Regions from separate parts of the Mus musculus genome. Here all the other regions are linked to region 2. Evidence: chromatin contacts called from public ChIA-PET data. All regions are on one chromosome and are shown on one strand. Each heading gives the region's core, a stretch centred on a gene start, on an enhancer-like site or on the middle of the called end of the contact. The rest is flanking DNA. Distances are from core to core; before and after follow the strand shown.

Evidence for each region. ChIA-PET counts read pairs in DNA pulled down with a chosen protein or histone mark.
Region 1: a contact with region 2 is called in an RNA polymerase II ChIA-PET map of memory CD8 T cells, with 21 read pairs. The contact joins two enhancer-like sites. A contact is called at or near these places in 1 of 115 datasets of contacts at active chromatin or transcription factors (memory CD8 T cells) and 2 of 9 other capture datasets (adipose tissue and pancreatic islet).
Region 3: an RNA polymerase II ChIA-PET map of memory CD8 T cells shows a contact between it and region 2, with 21 read pairs. The contact joins two enhancer-like sites. A contact is called at or near these places in 3 of 115 datasets of contacts at active chromatin or transcription factors (embryonic stem cells and memory CD8 T cells) and 1 of 9 other capture datasets (adipose tissue).

The regions. Positions count from the first base shown.
Region 1 is chr2:31,113,208-31,117,562 of GRCm38.p6, reverse strand. The region is part of intron 1 of Fnbp1 (formin binding protein 1); the gene reads left to right. Among named protein-coding and RNA genes, the nearest start is that of Fnbp1, 27 kb to the left of the region's middle. Within about 2 kb of position 1,917, at least 99 of the 459 cell types and tissues checked have an H3K27ac peak or open chromatin away from gene starts, as enhancers often do. A contact at or near this core is called in memory CD8 T cells, where this site is marked.
Region 2 is chr2:31,255,514-31,259,467 of GRCm38.p6, reverse strand. All of the region lies in intron 1 of Ncs1 (neuronal calcium sensor 1), which reads right to left. Among named protein-coding and RNA genes, the nearest start is that of Ncs1, 12 kb to the right of the region's middle. Within about 2 kb of position 2,692, at least 241 of the 459 cell types and tissues checked have an H3K27ac peak or open chromatin away from gene starts, as enhancers often do. A contact at or near this core is called in adipose tissue and memory CD8 T cells, where this site is marked.
Region 3 is chr2:31,086,853-31,091,138 of GRCm38.p6, reverse strand. The region is part of intron 4 of Fnbp1 (formin binding protein 1); the gene reads left to right. Among named protein-coding and RNA genes, the nearest start is that of Fnbp1, 53 kb to the left of the region's middle. Within about 2 kb of position 2,873, at least 138 of the 459 cell types and tissues checked have an H3K27ac peak or open chromatin away from gene starts, as enhancers often do. A contact at or near this core is called in adipose tissue and memory CD8 T cells, where this site is marked.

The DNA.
Region 1 (4,355 bases), core at 668-3,167, 140 kb after region 2:
TCTAAAACTCTGCCTCATCATCTCAGGGCAGGGCCTCAGTGAACCTGGAGCTTGCTGTTTTCCAGCAAGGCTAGCAGCCAGCCAGGAAGCCCAGCAGCCATCCTAACCCCCTACCACACACCTCAGGGTTGGGGTACCAGGGACACATGCAGTGGCCCTGCTTCACGTTCCACTCAGTGATGGGGCTCCAAGCTCGGTTCCCATGCTTGCTGTGCAAGCACTCGGAGCCACTGAGCCATCTCCCCAGCTCTGGTCAACTTTTACACAAGGATTTATTTGGTTTTGTGGACAGTTTCCTCCTGGCTGGCCTTGAACTCGAATATCTGCCTGCCTCTGCCTCTTGATTGCTGGGACTAAAGGTGTGTGTTTAGGAATTTTCAGCATGGAAATAACTTCTTGATGCCTACCTTCAAAGAAAGCCACGAAGACATGAAATTAGAAAGGAGGCGGTGCTTCGGAGGATGGTGTGTTGCCAGGCAGCTAGTGTCTGTCCATCATCTGCCCTATTCACAACTGTCATGTCCAAGGACCAGGAGATAGCTCAGTGGATAACTTTCTTCATAAGCTAGATGCTCTGGATTCTAAGGATAGTTTCCTGTATTCCCAACTAGCCTTGAACATTTATGTCTGCCACACGTGCTTGCCTGGTACCTGTGGAGGCCAGAAGAGCACATCGAATTCCCTGGAACTAGAGTTACCCATGGCTGATGGCTGAGAGCTGCCACTTGGGTGCTGGGAATCAGACCTGGGACCTCTGGTAGGGCCTCGGGTGCTTTTAACCGCTGAGACCATGACTTTGAAGTGCTGACCCTTCTCTCTCCACCTCCCAGTGCTAGGAATACCACCACAGCTGGATTATGCAGTGCAGAGGATGGAACCCAGGGCTTTGTGCATGCTAGGCCAGTGCTCCACTGACTGAGCCACATCCCCCGCCCCATGAGTTAGATGTTTACTAGCTTCTCAAGAGCAGCAGACTTTCATTGATGACAGTTGCAGTCTTCTTGCAGAGCATCTGCCACTCATTATCCTGCTTCTCAGAATAGGGAGCCATGCACGGGAACAGCTGACTCTGACCGATGCCCAGAGCGGTTCAGTAACGGGGGTGGGGTGGGGGTGGGGGGTGTTCCTTTGACTTGAGCATGCATTCAGCGAATATTGATTGGAGGATACCCAGGCTTTGTGCCTCTGGACCTGTGTAACAGGATGTGGTGAATCCCACACAGTAAGAAGGAGGGGGCCCGTCTGGGGTTATACAAGCCATGCCAGAAGCACATCATGGAAGATGGCCTGATGAAAGGGGAGATGCTTTTGGCGGTGGGTTGGACATGTAAAAAGATGGTAAGGTGGTGAAAAAGAAATCCTGGGCTGTGGGTTTCTGTTTTCATTTTTTAAATTCATTGTGTGTGTGTGTGTCTACACCACAGCACACATGTGGAGGTCAGAGGACACTTGTGGGAATCAGTTGTCTCCTAACACCACGTGGGACCCAGGGATCAAACTCAGGTCGCCAGGCTACAAACATCTGGCCTCTCTATTTCATGTTAAGTGGCCTGTTTATAAAAAAACTTTTTTCCTTTTAGTAAAAAATATTAAACTGAAACAAAATATCTCTGCTATTTTAGCATGTGGTACTGTCTAAGAGGAAATGAGGCTACAGCCAGGCAAAGGTAGATTTTTTTTTTTTTTTTAGAGTGTGTGTGCCAGTGTTCTCTTGGGTGGGGAGCACGTGTATGCATGTGTGTGCCTGTGGAATCCAGAGGTTGACATCTGCTGTCCTTCTGAGTCACCGCTTTATTTACTGAGGTGGGGGTTCTCACTGAACCCAAAGCTTGCTCGTTATGTTAGTCTGGCTAGCTGGCTTGGCCCAGAGATCTGCTCTCCACCTCCCATAGTTAGTTATCTACTGGGCTTGTGTGTGGGTGCTGGAGGTCCAAACATGAGTCTTCTCAGGAGCACAGCCTTCTCCGCGGGGTCCTATCTCCAGTCCCCAGATGTTATTTTCATAATAGATCTTGCTTTGCATGACTTCCTTAGTTGCCTTTAAAGTAATGAGCTGTGAACCAAGTCCATATGGTATGCATAGGTAACCACAAAGAGATGTTTGCTGAGGAAGCTTTGGCTCTTATACAGAAGTGTAAAATGGCATGGGGACCTTCCAGGACCTGCCCCGAAGGTCACCAAGCATTTAGTCTATGCATCAAAAACTGTCTTAGCCAGTTTGGTCTGCTGTTGTTAAAGCCATAAAATCAGTGGCTCATGAGAACCATTTATCCCTCCCGCTTCTGGATACTGAAGGTCCAAGGTCAGAGGCTCGCAGACATATGGTGTCTGGTGTGGGACCACTTCCTGGCAGGCAGACACTAGGCACTGCCTTATCATTTAAACCGATCTTAGCAGAAGTTAGAAGGAAGCTGCCGTTACTGGGGCAGCAATCAATCTATTCATATCATGAAGGCCCCTCTTAGTTTGGATTGGATTTGGGTCACGTATAACATTCAGTCTATAGCAATTATATATAAAATTTCCTTCTTTTTTTTTTTTTTTTGTTGTTGTTGTTGTTGTTTTCAAGACAGGGTTTCTCTGTGTAGCCCAGGCTGTCCTAGAACTCACTCTGTAAGACCAGGCTTAAAATTTCAAATCAAACAATTTAAGAAAAAAAATTTTAATTGTATGTGGGGGGTGGATATGTTTATATCACACATGTTGAGGTCAAAGGGCAATTTTCTGGAGTCAGTTCTCTCCTACTGTGTGGAGTCAGGATTCAGACTCAGGTTGTTAGACATGGTAGCAAGAACTGTTACCTTTGACGCATGCCTTTAATCCGAGCACTCGGGAGGCAGAGGCAGGCAGATTTCTGAGTTCGAGGTCAGCCTGGTTTTCAGAGTGAGTTCCAGGACAGCCAGGGCTACACAGAGAAACCCTGCCTCGAAAAAACAACAACAACAAAAACAAAACAAACAAACAAAGAACTGTTACCTGCTGAGCCATCTTTCAGGTCCCTACAAAAAATAAAAAGAATTTATTCAAAATGTAACACTTAATTACCTGAAGGTATAAGAGCTTCCCCAAAACAATACAAGAAATACAAAGTCCATAGAAAATGAGGAAGTATTAAGTATAGGAACAAGAGGAAACTCCAAAGGCTGGGGAGGCTCAGTGGTTAGATAGGTCAGGGTTGGTGGTGGTGCATGCCTTTAGTCCCAGCACTTCAGAGGCAGGGAGGTCTCTGGGAACCTGAGGCTAACCTGGTCTACATAAGAAGTTCCAACGCCGGGCTTGAAACAGTCTGTGCTGGCTAGTTTTATGTCAACATGACACAGGCTAGAGTCATCAGAGAGAAGGGAATCTCAGTTGAGGAGATAGATGCCTGCAGAAGGTTGGGCTGTGGATAGCCCTGTGGGGAGTTTTCTTAATCAGTGCCTGTAGGGGAAGCTTGATGGCCTCGGCTGCAGCTCCTGCCTCCAGGTTCCTGCCCTGCTTGAGTTCCTGTCCTGAGAGCCTTCATTGATGAGCAGTGGAAGCATAAGTCAAATAAATCCTTAACTCCCCAGCTCACTTTGGTCATGGTGTCTCATCACAGCAGTAGTGACCATGGCTAAGACACACAGAGCTTATGTTACTTATTGTAAAAAAAAAAATTTGTGCTTACAACATCCATGAACATTTTGATTGACAGGGAATTAAATTATCTACACTCTTGGCTTTTAGACAATATTAAGCCTGAACTTTCTCTCCTTTCTTCCTCTCTCTCTTTTTTAAGTTGTGTGTGTGTGTGTATGTGAGAGAGAAAGAGAGAGAAAGAGAATATGAGAAAAAAATATGAGAGAGAGAATATGTACCAGTGTGCAGAGAAGCCAGAAGAGAAGAAGAGGACACGGAGCTGGGGTTATAGATGGTTGTGAGCTGTGGGTGCTGGGAACTGAACTTAGGTCCTTTGGAAGAGCTGCAATTACTTTTAACCTCTAAGTTATCTTTCTTCTCTTCCTCTCCCCCTTCTCTCTCTTTCTCTGTCTTTGTCTCTCTCCCTCTCCCCATTCCCTCCTCTCCCCCTCCCCTCCCTCTCCCATCCTTCCCCCATCTCTCTGTCTCTTTCTTTCTCATGACAGGGACTCACCGCAGCCCAGGCTCAATTCAAACTTATGATGATCCAATATGCCCAACTACCCTGATTGATTTTTAAGGTTTTTTGTTTTTTGTTTTCTCTTTCCCTAAGTGTGAAAGCTTGTATGCAATTGATAAACAATCCATATGTGGGCGTTTCTTGGTGCCATTTTCTGAAGGATGATTTCAATTTTTTTATGGAGACAAAATAGGAAATGTATCAATCAAAGAAAAAAATCATAGTTCAATACTTT
Region 2 (3,954 bases), core at 1,443-3,942:
GGAGCCCAGAACAGGATTGGGGAAAGGGTGATGAGGGATCCCTAATGAGACCCATCTCCCCCAAAGAAGGGTGCAATGCCCTACTGAGAGGATAACTAGCTGAACTGGCAGGGACCATGCTGGAGTGAAGTAGCCCCGCCTTCAGCTAGCCCCTCCCACTCCTCCCCTCCCGATCCATGCAGCGACCCTGCTCCAGAAACCCATCGGCAGACGCTGAGGTCTAGCTCCAGCAGAGACCCTGGAAAGTTCTGGCCATGAATTCCCGGGCGTCAGGCCAGGAGGACTGAAATACATAACAGCTCTAAGCAAATATGCTCTAGTGCTGCTTCTGGAGCTGGCCCTTTAAGAGCCAGGGTAGGGGCGTGGCCCTGATCTCCAAGGAGGAGGCACCCCAGTGACTCACCGCTGAGCTAGTGGTTCCGAGGTACTGGAGGACCCCAAACTGGCTGGGCAGGAGGGTGGCTGCTGTCAGTCACCCGTCAAAGTGACAGGTGCAGATGGGCAGATAGAAGCTTGCAGCACCAAGTCAGGCTGTGACCTTGACCACTGCACTCGCTGCTGCCTTCATCTTCTAGGTCTATAGAGTATTCCCAGCCACTTACGGCCTGTTTCCCAAGCCGCTTCTCTGTGGGGGCTGGGAGAGGACACGGACTTCAGGGGGTTAGCCACTGCACACCAATCTCGGCAGGCACCTACTGGAACAGATGCCTCCTGTCCTTCGTGGACGTGAACCTGAAGCTTAGGAAGCTAGCGTGCGCTTGCCCAGTGCGCACAAGGTCCTAGAATAGGTCCCAGCGCCTCACAGACCAGGAGTGGTAGTGCCACTGCTGAAGGTGGAGGCATGAGGTTCAAGGCTATCCTCAGCTACACAGGGAGTTTGAAGCCAACCTGGGCTACATGAGATGCTGTCAAGAAAAGAAGGAAGGAGAGAGGGGAGAAGGGAAGGAAGGACAGAGGAAAGGGGGCTGGGGAGATGGCCCAATGGGTAAAATGTCTGCTCTGAAATGATGAGGGACTGAGTTGAGATCCCCAGCATCCCAGGACAGAGTGTGGTGGGTGGGAGGGGGGAGAAGAGGCAGGGACCCTTGGCCAGTCTAGCCAATGGTGAGCTCCAGGCTCAGTGACAGATCTGTTCAAGAAATCAGGTAGAAAGCAGTTGAGAAAACACCCAGCCTGTGTCTATGTCTTCCATATGTGTATGCATGCACGTGTGAGCGCACACACTCGCACACACACACACACACACACACACACACACACACATATACATGAATGCATGTATTGATGCATGTGTGCACTCATAGCTAGGCCTATCTCTAACCTGGCAGCTCTCCTCCTTTCCTGTCCAGCTTAGCATGCTTGGTGGGCCCAGCACAGGACTGCTGTCACCAGCATCATCTTCCTCCTAGACCACGTCCAGGACACAGGTCCTGAGAGTAACCCTGTCCTGACACTGGTATCAGGCGAAGCTGCTGGCCCAAATCTCCTCTACCCTGACCTCCTCCTGCCTCCATCAGGGAAGGAGTACACAAGATGCTAAGCTGACATGCCACTTAAGCCCTCCCACAGGTGCCTATGCTGCATACATACGTCCCCCATTGTACCAACAGCTTGTCTTGACATTTAAACTGGCCTCACTTCTGTTTCTCCACCACATTATGGATGCCGTATAAGCCAGAGAACCAACAGTCCATGTTCCCTTGTGTCAGTACCACAGGGTAAACTGAGGCAGGTAGCCTAAAACCACTTTCTCAACCAGGAAATGAGAACTAAAGGGGCAGCCAGAGGAACCCTTTAGCCAGTTGGGGCTCCCCTGGACTCTCTGTTTCTCTCCCAAAGCTGCAGGGCATCCTTCCCAGAATGCCCTAGGGCACTGTCAGAGCTGCCCTCAGCTTCTCCAGTCCAGGGAGACAGGCATCCCAGCCAGAGCCCCTAAAGCAGGAGCCTCTATATTGTGATGGCTGCTGCTACTTATAATTAAGATCATGTTCCTCTTGAGCCCAGCAAGGGCCCCATGACAAGCAGTGTGAAGACAATGGTCACCCTGCCTGGTTGGATGTGTAGACTACAGAGCTCCAGAGGGTTCAGGGACCATGGCAAGAGGCCCAGTGCCCAGGAGCGCAGGCTTCGAGCAGCCCAGCTCCCTGTTTGCACAGTGCACACCATGTATTTTTGAACAGAAGGAAAGCATTCGCCTCCCCCCACAGTGCCAAAAATAGCCCCGTCTCCTGCTCTGAAGGGAAGCTTTGGTTCCTACCAAGAGGCAGGTGCGGGAGGGCAGGAAGGAGGGATGAGGGCTGCCACCTCAGACCCAACCTGTCCCCCCTGCAAGCCACAGAAATTGACAGAAGACCCCCGACTCAGGAGTCCTAGAAAAAGGGATCAAGTTTAATGCCAGGTAGAGAAGCAGGCTCAGGATGGGTTAGAAGAAGCCTGGAGCATCCATTAGCTATTTACTTCTGTCCTGGCTTTCCTATTCATCTTGACAAATGTGTTTGGGGTGCCAGTGGGGAGTAGGGATGGGGGTGAGGCTGGGGAGCAGACCAGAGCAGGGAGCCCTGCAGAGAGCCCCAGCTTCAGCCTCACAGCCCACAGCTGAGTGTGTAGGGGGGGAAGAGGGTTATACACATTGCCTCTACCGCATCCAAGAGACACTGGCAGGGAGCCGCCTCTGGGTGGCGTGTAGTCAGCCTTCTCTGAGCATCCGGAGTTCAGAGTTCAGCCACCCACGCTGTAGCGAGCCTGCAAGGGGTGTGGCTCTCTCCACGGATGTGTGAAGCAGTAAGAGAGAGAGAGGCAGGCCCCTCGCCAGTGTTTCTCACACTTGCTTTGCTTGCTCTGTCTAACCCTCTGGGCAGGTTCCCTCACTTTGCCCATTTTACAGATAGCTCCCGGGCTAGTGTGTATGTTGGGGGGCAAGCTGACATGCCAGAAGGGAGTCGGGAGGATTTGAAGCTAGCCTTGGGGGCAGGAAGTCCCTGAGCTGCAGTTCCCCGAGGCAGACGACAGCAGACAGGCCTCAGGACTCCATGCCCCTCCCTCCCTGAGATGCTCAGAGGAGGCTGAGGGGCCAAGGAAGTAATTACAGGGCCTGTGTGTACTTCCAAGTCAGAACCGCTTTCTGGTTCCCACGGCAACTTCTTGGTTAAAATAATAATAATAAAGCTGGAAAAAGAGGCCACTGTTTGTCCCCAAAAGGCCAGAGCTGTGGGGGACCCGGGCAGCTGTGGGGGACGCGGACAGCTGTGGCCCCAGACTAGGGTGAGAGATCAGCACCCTATGCTGAGAACTGGAGCCCAAAATAAGGAGAGGCAAGTGTGCTATTTCTGCCCGGGTTAAACATTCTTGAGAGCCACATTCCTTCACTCCCGGAATCCAGGGCACAGGGGCTCTGAGTCTACCAGTTTCCCGGCCACCTTGGAAAGCCAGGCATGCTGGAGCCAGCCCTGCAGCCTTTCCCAGGCCCCCAACCTGTGCTCCTCGGGCCAGAAGAGCTTCCCCAAGCAGAATAATTGATCTCCCCAGAGTTGATCTATATAACATCACACCAAAAGGAGAGGCAGGAAGGCAGAGACCTTCTAAGAGGGACAGCCAGACACAAGGCCCTGGCTGGACCCTAGCAGTTCCCAGGGACTGCTAGGTAACAGTGCAGACCAGGCCAAGCAAGTGAGCTCAAAGGAAAGGGCCCAGGAAGAAGGGTCTGGAAGTGGGAACAATGGAAGCCACTTTCGCCTACCCATCCCTTAACAACTCTGCTGCACATAGACCAAAAGCCACAAGATATGGTCGAAGCCTCAAGGACTCTCCATTACAGCGACTCTATATATCACCTTGTTCCTGAATCCACATCAAATCCATAAGGACTGGGTCTCCTCCTTTATCCAAAGACACATCGTACGGCAGCCAAGCTGTGTCAAACATCAGGCAGGGGCACAGCAGTCTAGGGCACGCTGG
Region 3 (4,286 bases), core at 1,624-4,123, 170 kb after region 2:
CCCAGAAATGGGATGAGCTTGTATTCTCGTCACATACTGGTTTATGGCCTTGGGTCAACCTCTTATCATTTACTAGATTAACCGTCTCCAGCCCATACCAACCATTTCCCAAGCATCTCTGTGCCCTGCATCACTGAGACCCAGACTGAGGTCCAGGTTGATGTATTAGAATGGTGGGTCGCGTCTCAACAGCACACTAGACCAAGACAGTTCCACATGGAAGAGGTTTTATTGGGAGAGAAAAAGAGAAGGTGCCAGCAGAAAGAGAAAAGGGGGAGAGAGAGGGAGGGAGGGGGTGTTCTTATTCATATGGAAAAGGATGTAACGCAGGTAAAGGTGGGAGGTGAGCCAAGTAGATGCTGGGAATATGGTGCCTATTGCCTTGGCAACAGGTCTACAGGTTGCAGGTCCCGCTATCGCCTATGTGATGTGATAGGTTTGGGAGGTCCTGATGCCAACACAGGCCATTGAGGAGGTGACAGATAGCTCCACTGATGACGTCTGTACAGTGAAGGGACCCACCCACCCGGGGTCCAGCACAGTGAAACCCTCTAATCTCAGAGACAGAGTTTGAAGAGACCAAGGAGCCCAGATGTTCTTGTCAGCCCTGCAGAATGGAGCGCCAGGCGCACGCACGTGTCTCTGCTGCTGGAGAAGCTGCCTCACCAATCACCGGGTGGGCACTGGGCTTGACTCTTCAGCAGGAACTAACTAGGAAGTTGTAGAGGAAACAATCACTATTGCCCTTGGTGGCACTTGAAGCGTTCACAATCCTCAGCATTCACCTGGTGGTTGATTGGTTTGTTTTGAGACAGGGTCTTTTACAGGCCAGGCTGGCTGTGAAGTTGCTGTGTAGCTAAAGATACATCTGGTCCTCCTGGCTGTATAGCCCAGAAGCCAGGGTGGTCAGCATGCACTGGCTCGCCCCATTTGTAAGGTGCCCACTGAGCCATTTCCATCACATGGACCAAGAAGTTTAAGGTTCATTGCGCGTACTTGCCCGTCCAGCCCTAGTGGGGCTCAGGGGTGGAGGGTTCAAGGCCAGCTAGACTGTACCAAGGGACCTGGAGTCAGGGTTGGGGGTGATGGCGTCCCAGCTCACAAGACAGCCCCTGCCACACTTGCTGTCTGGGGGCTCCTTCTGTCTTTGTCCTTTTAAAGTCTCTGTGTCCTTTGTTTCCATCTGTGGAAACTGAGCTGTGTTTAAAATTCCAGAGGGGTGACTGCGCGCGATGCAACGTGTGCTCGCTCCTTTACTTTTCCTGCTTGGTGTTTGAAGCGGCTATTTCCACAACAGCTCCGTTTTGCTTTCTTAATTAACCATCTGGGGTTGGATGAGTTGGCCGCTTGCAGGGCGAGCGGTAAGCACGTGTCACCTGCAGGACAGTAGTCACTGAAAGAACTGTCATCTCTGTGTCCCTTGAAGCTGATGCTCCCTTTTCCGTAGCTTCCAGATGCCCTTTCGTTCGTTTTCTGCTGCAGTTCGAGGTTGTTTTGAGACTGTCTTTGTATGAACCGTTAATTGGCCTGGAACTTTCTTTGTAGGTGGCCAAGTTGGCCTATAATTTAGCAATCTCCTGCCTCAGCCCCTGCCCTGCCCACCTTATCTCACCCCACCCCCAAGTGTCAGGATTTCAGCCTCATGATGCAGGGTCCATCTTTTTCTCCCCTGAAACAAGGTTTTGCTATGTAGCCCTGGCTATCCACCTTGCTCTGTAGACCAGGCTAGCCTCAAACTCAGAGATCCAGTTGCCTCTGCCTCCCGAGTGCTGGGAAGCACTGCCAAATTCAGGCTTTTCATCCCCCCACCCCCTTCTCTCCTGTTCCTGTACCTGTGGTGGCCTAGGTCAGTGCTGGGCACCTTCGTTCATCACCTGATTTCCCGAGACGGGATCCCTCACTGAATTTGGAGCTTGACAATTTGGTCAGGCTGGTTGGCCTGGGTTTCCTCCTATGCCTGCCTCCCTGGTGCTAGCTAGCATTACTGTGGCACACTCAGCAAGCGCCTTCTCTAGAGCATCTAGAGCGCCAGCCAATTCTCTGAAGGAAGTTTCTTCTGTAGAGACTCAAGTACAACTCAGAACAGAACTGAGAGCCAGGTGCGTTAGCGCACGCACACCGCTACTCCCAGCACTCAGGCAGGGGGATGTCTCTGAGTTCCAGGCCAGCCTGGGCTTACAGAAAGGCCCTGCCCTGTCTTTTAAAAAAACAAACCTGACATGAAAATGAAAACAAGTGCTTTGTAGCTGACCTCAGATTCCTCTTGGCTTCTCTTTTCTTTTTCTTCCATTTATCTTTTTTTTTCTTTTCTTTGTTTTTCTTGTTCTCTTTTAAAGTCTATTCTTGTGTTTTAAAGAGAGAACCAAAGCTTCCTATTACAGGGAGAGTAACTAGCGTCCCTCTGGTTCCCCAGAGATGGCATTTCCTGTCGCTTTTCTGACAGGAGAGATGAGCGCTGGTGACTTCATCCTGGGCTCCCAAAGCAGCCCTTATATCTTTGTCCTGGGAACAATCCCCCTTTATTCTGAGCCGTGAGGGCATGGTTCTCCAACACACTCCCTCACTGTCCCAGGAAGAAGCGCCCTGCCATTGTTTGTTCGTAAACAACAAGTGCATCTGGCAAAGCTGCTTTATTTGTTTAAGTTTTCTAACTGTTCAAACCACTGTTTCCCCTCCAAGGAGCCAGCTGGAGCTGGTGACCTCTTCCTGAGGGCAGTCATACGCAGAGGGATGAGGGGGGGTGTGTGCACACGTCTCCATGGGGGAGGGGGAGGGCACACCCAGCAGAAGAAAGGCTGGAGGAGTATCCCTCAAGCTCAGTGTTTGGGTGTTGGTAATGAGGGGCAGTCTCTGAGGTGCCCTTATGGAAGACAGCCATGTAAGGTGCACAGCAAATGTGAGCGCTTCCCACACACTTACCTAACAGACAGCCAGAGAACTTCCTGTCTGGGTTTTTATTCAGAATCACCCAACATATGATTTTTTTTAAGATTTATTTATTTATTGAGACAGGGTCTTGCTGTCTAGACCAGGCTAGCTTGAAACCTTGAAACTCACAGCAATCCAGCTGCTTCTACCTTCCTAGTCCTAGGACTAAAGGTGTGCCATATGTGTGTGGATAGAAGACCCCAGTGGGGGTGTGGTTTGAGATGGGCTTTCATTTCCATCCTGACTGCCTTTCTCCCCCCCCCCCCCCCACATCCCTCCCCCTTCTTCCTGGCCTCCACTCCTTCCTTCTTACAAGCTGTGCACAGCTTCCGGTCCATCCTCCCGGCAGGGTTCTTCACACCCTGTAATCAGCAAGCTGGTCTCCCCTAGCCTTGCCCCTGGCTCCTCTAAGCCTGAGGCTCTGTCTTCCCTTCTTCCCTGCCCTGTTTCTCTTCGGAGATTAAAAAGAGATGGCTCCAGGGACAAGATCTTTGAGGCAGTAAAGACCGAAAACTGAAGGGTTGGGGCTGGAGCGATGGTTCCCCAGTTAAGAACATCTACAGAGGTCCTGGATTTATGGGTTCCTAGCACCCCTATGAAAGATTGCAGCTATTTATAACTCCAGCCTTGGAGACCCCAGGCCTTCTTCTGACCTCCTCAGTATCAGGCATGCTCAAGAGACACAAAATACATGCACCCAAAACTCTTAGACATATACAATTAAAGTAGCAATATAAAAGAAACTTTAATCTTTAAAACAAAAAAAACAGGATGTTCAAAGTTGAACTTCGTAAGACCTTGGAACAGTGACCTCCGGAAAGACAAGAACTTGTCCCTTTATAAAGTATCATTGTTCAGGCAAAAGGCTGGCCTTGTCCCCTCCCCCAGGCTTCCCCAGCACTTGGTTGTCCCCAGACTCTGCTGAGTTAATAGGTCTGAGTACGGAGACTCAAGGAAAGGAGGTTTTTGCCGAAGCCCAGAGGAGGATGCTAGGGACCTGGCACTTCCTGTTAATCACTCTGCCATCCCTCCTTACGGTGACAGTCAGGAAGCAAGTGGCTAACAAGGGAAAGTTTATCCACAGGAGCATGTAGGGGCCCAGGAGGCTCAGTGGGCCAACTGTTTGCTTTATAAACACCAGCTGAGTTTGAATTCCTAGCACCCGCGTAAAACCCCAGTGTAGTTATGCACACTTGTAACCCAGTGAGGGGAAGCAGAGGTGGGCAGACTCCAGGAGGTCACCGGCCCACCAGTCTAGCAGAACCAGTGAGCTCTAGGTTCAGTAAGAGAGCTCCAAAATAAATAAATACATTAATAATAATAATGTGGAGAGTGATGGTGGAGCCACTAGCCTTTGA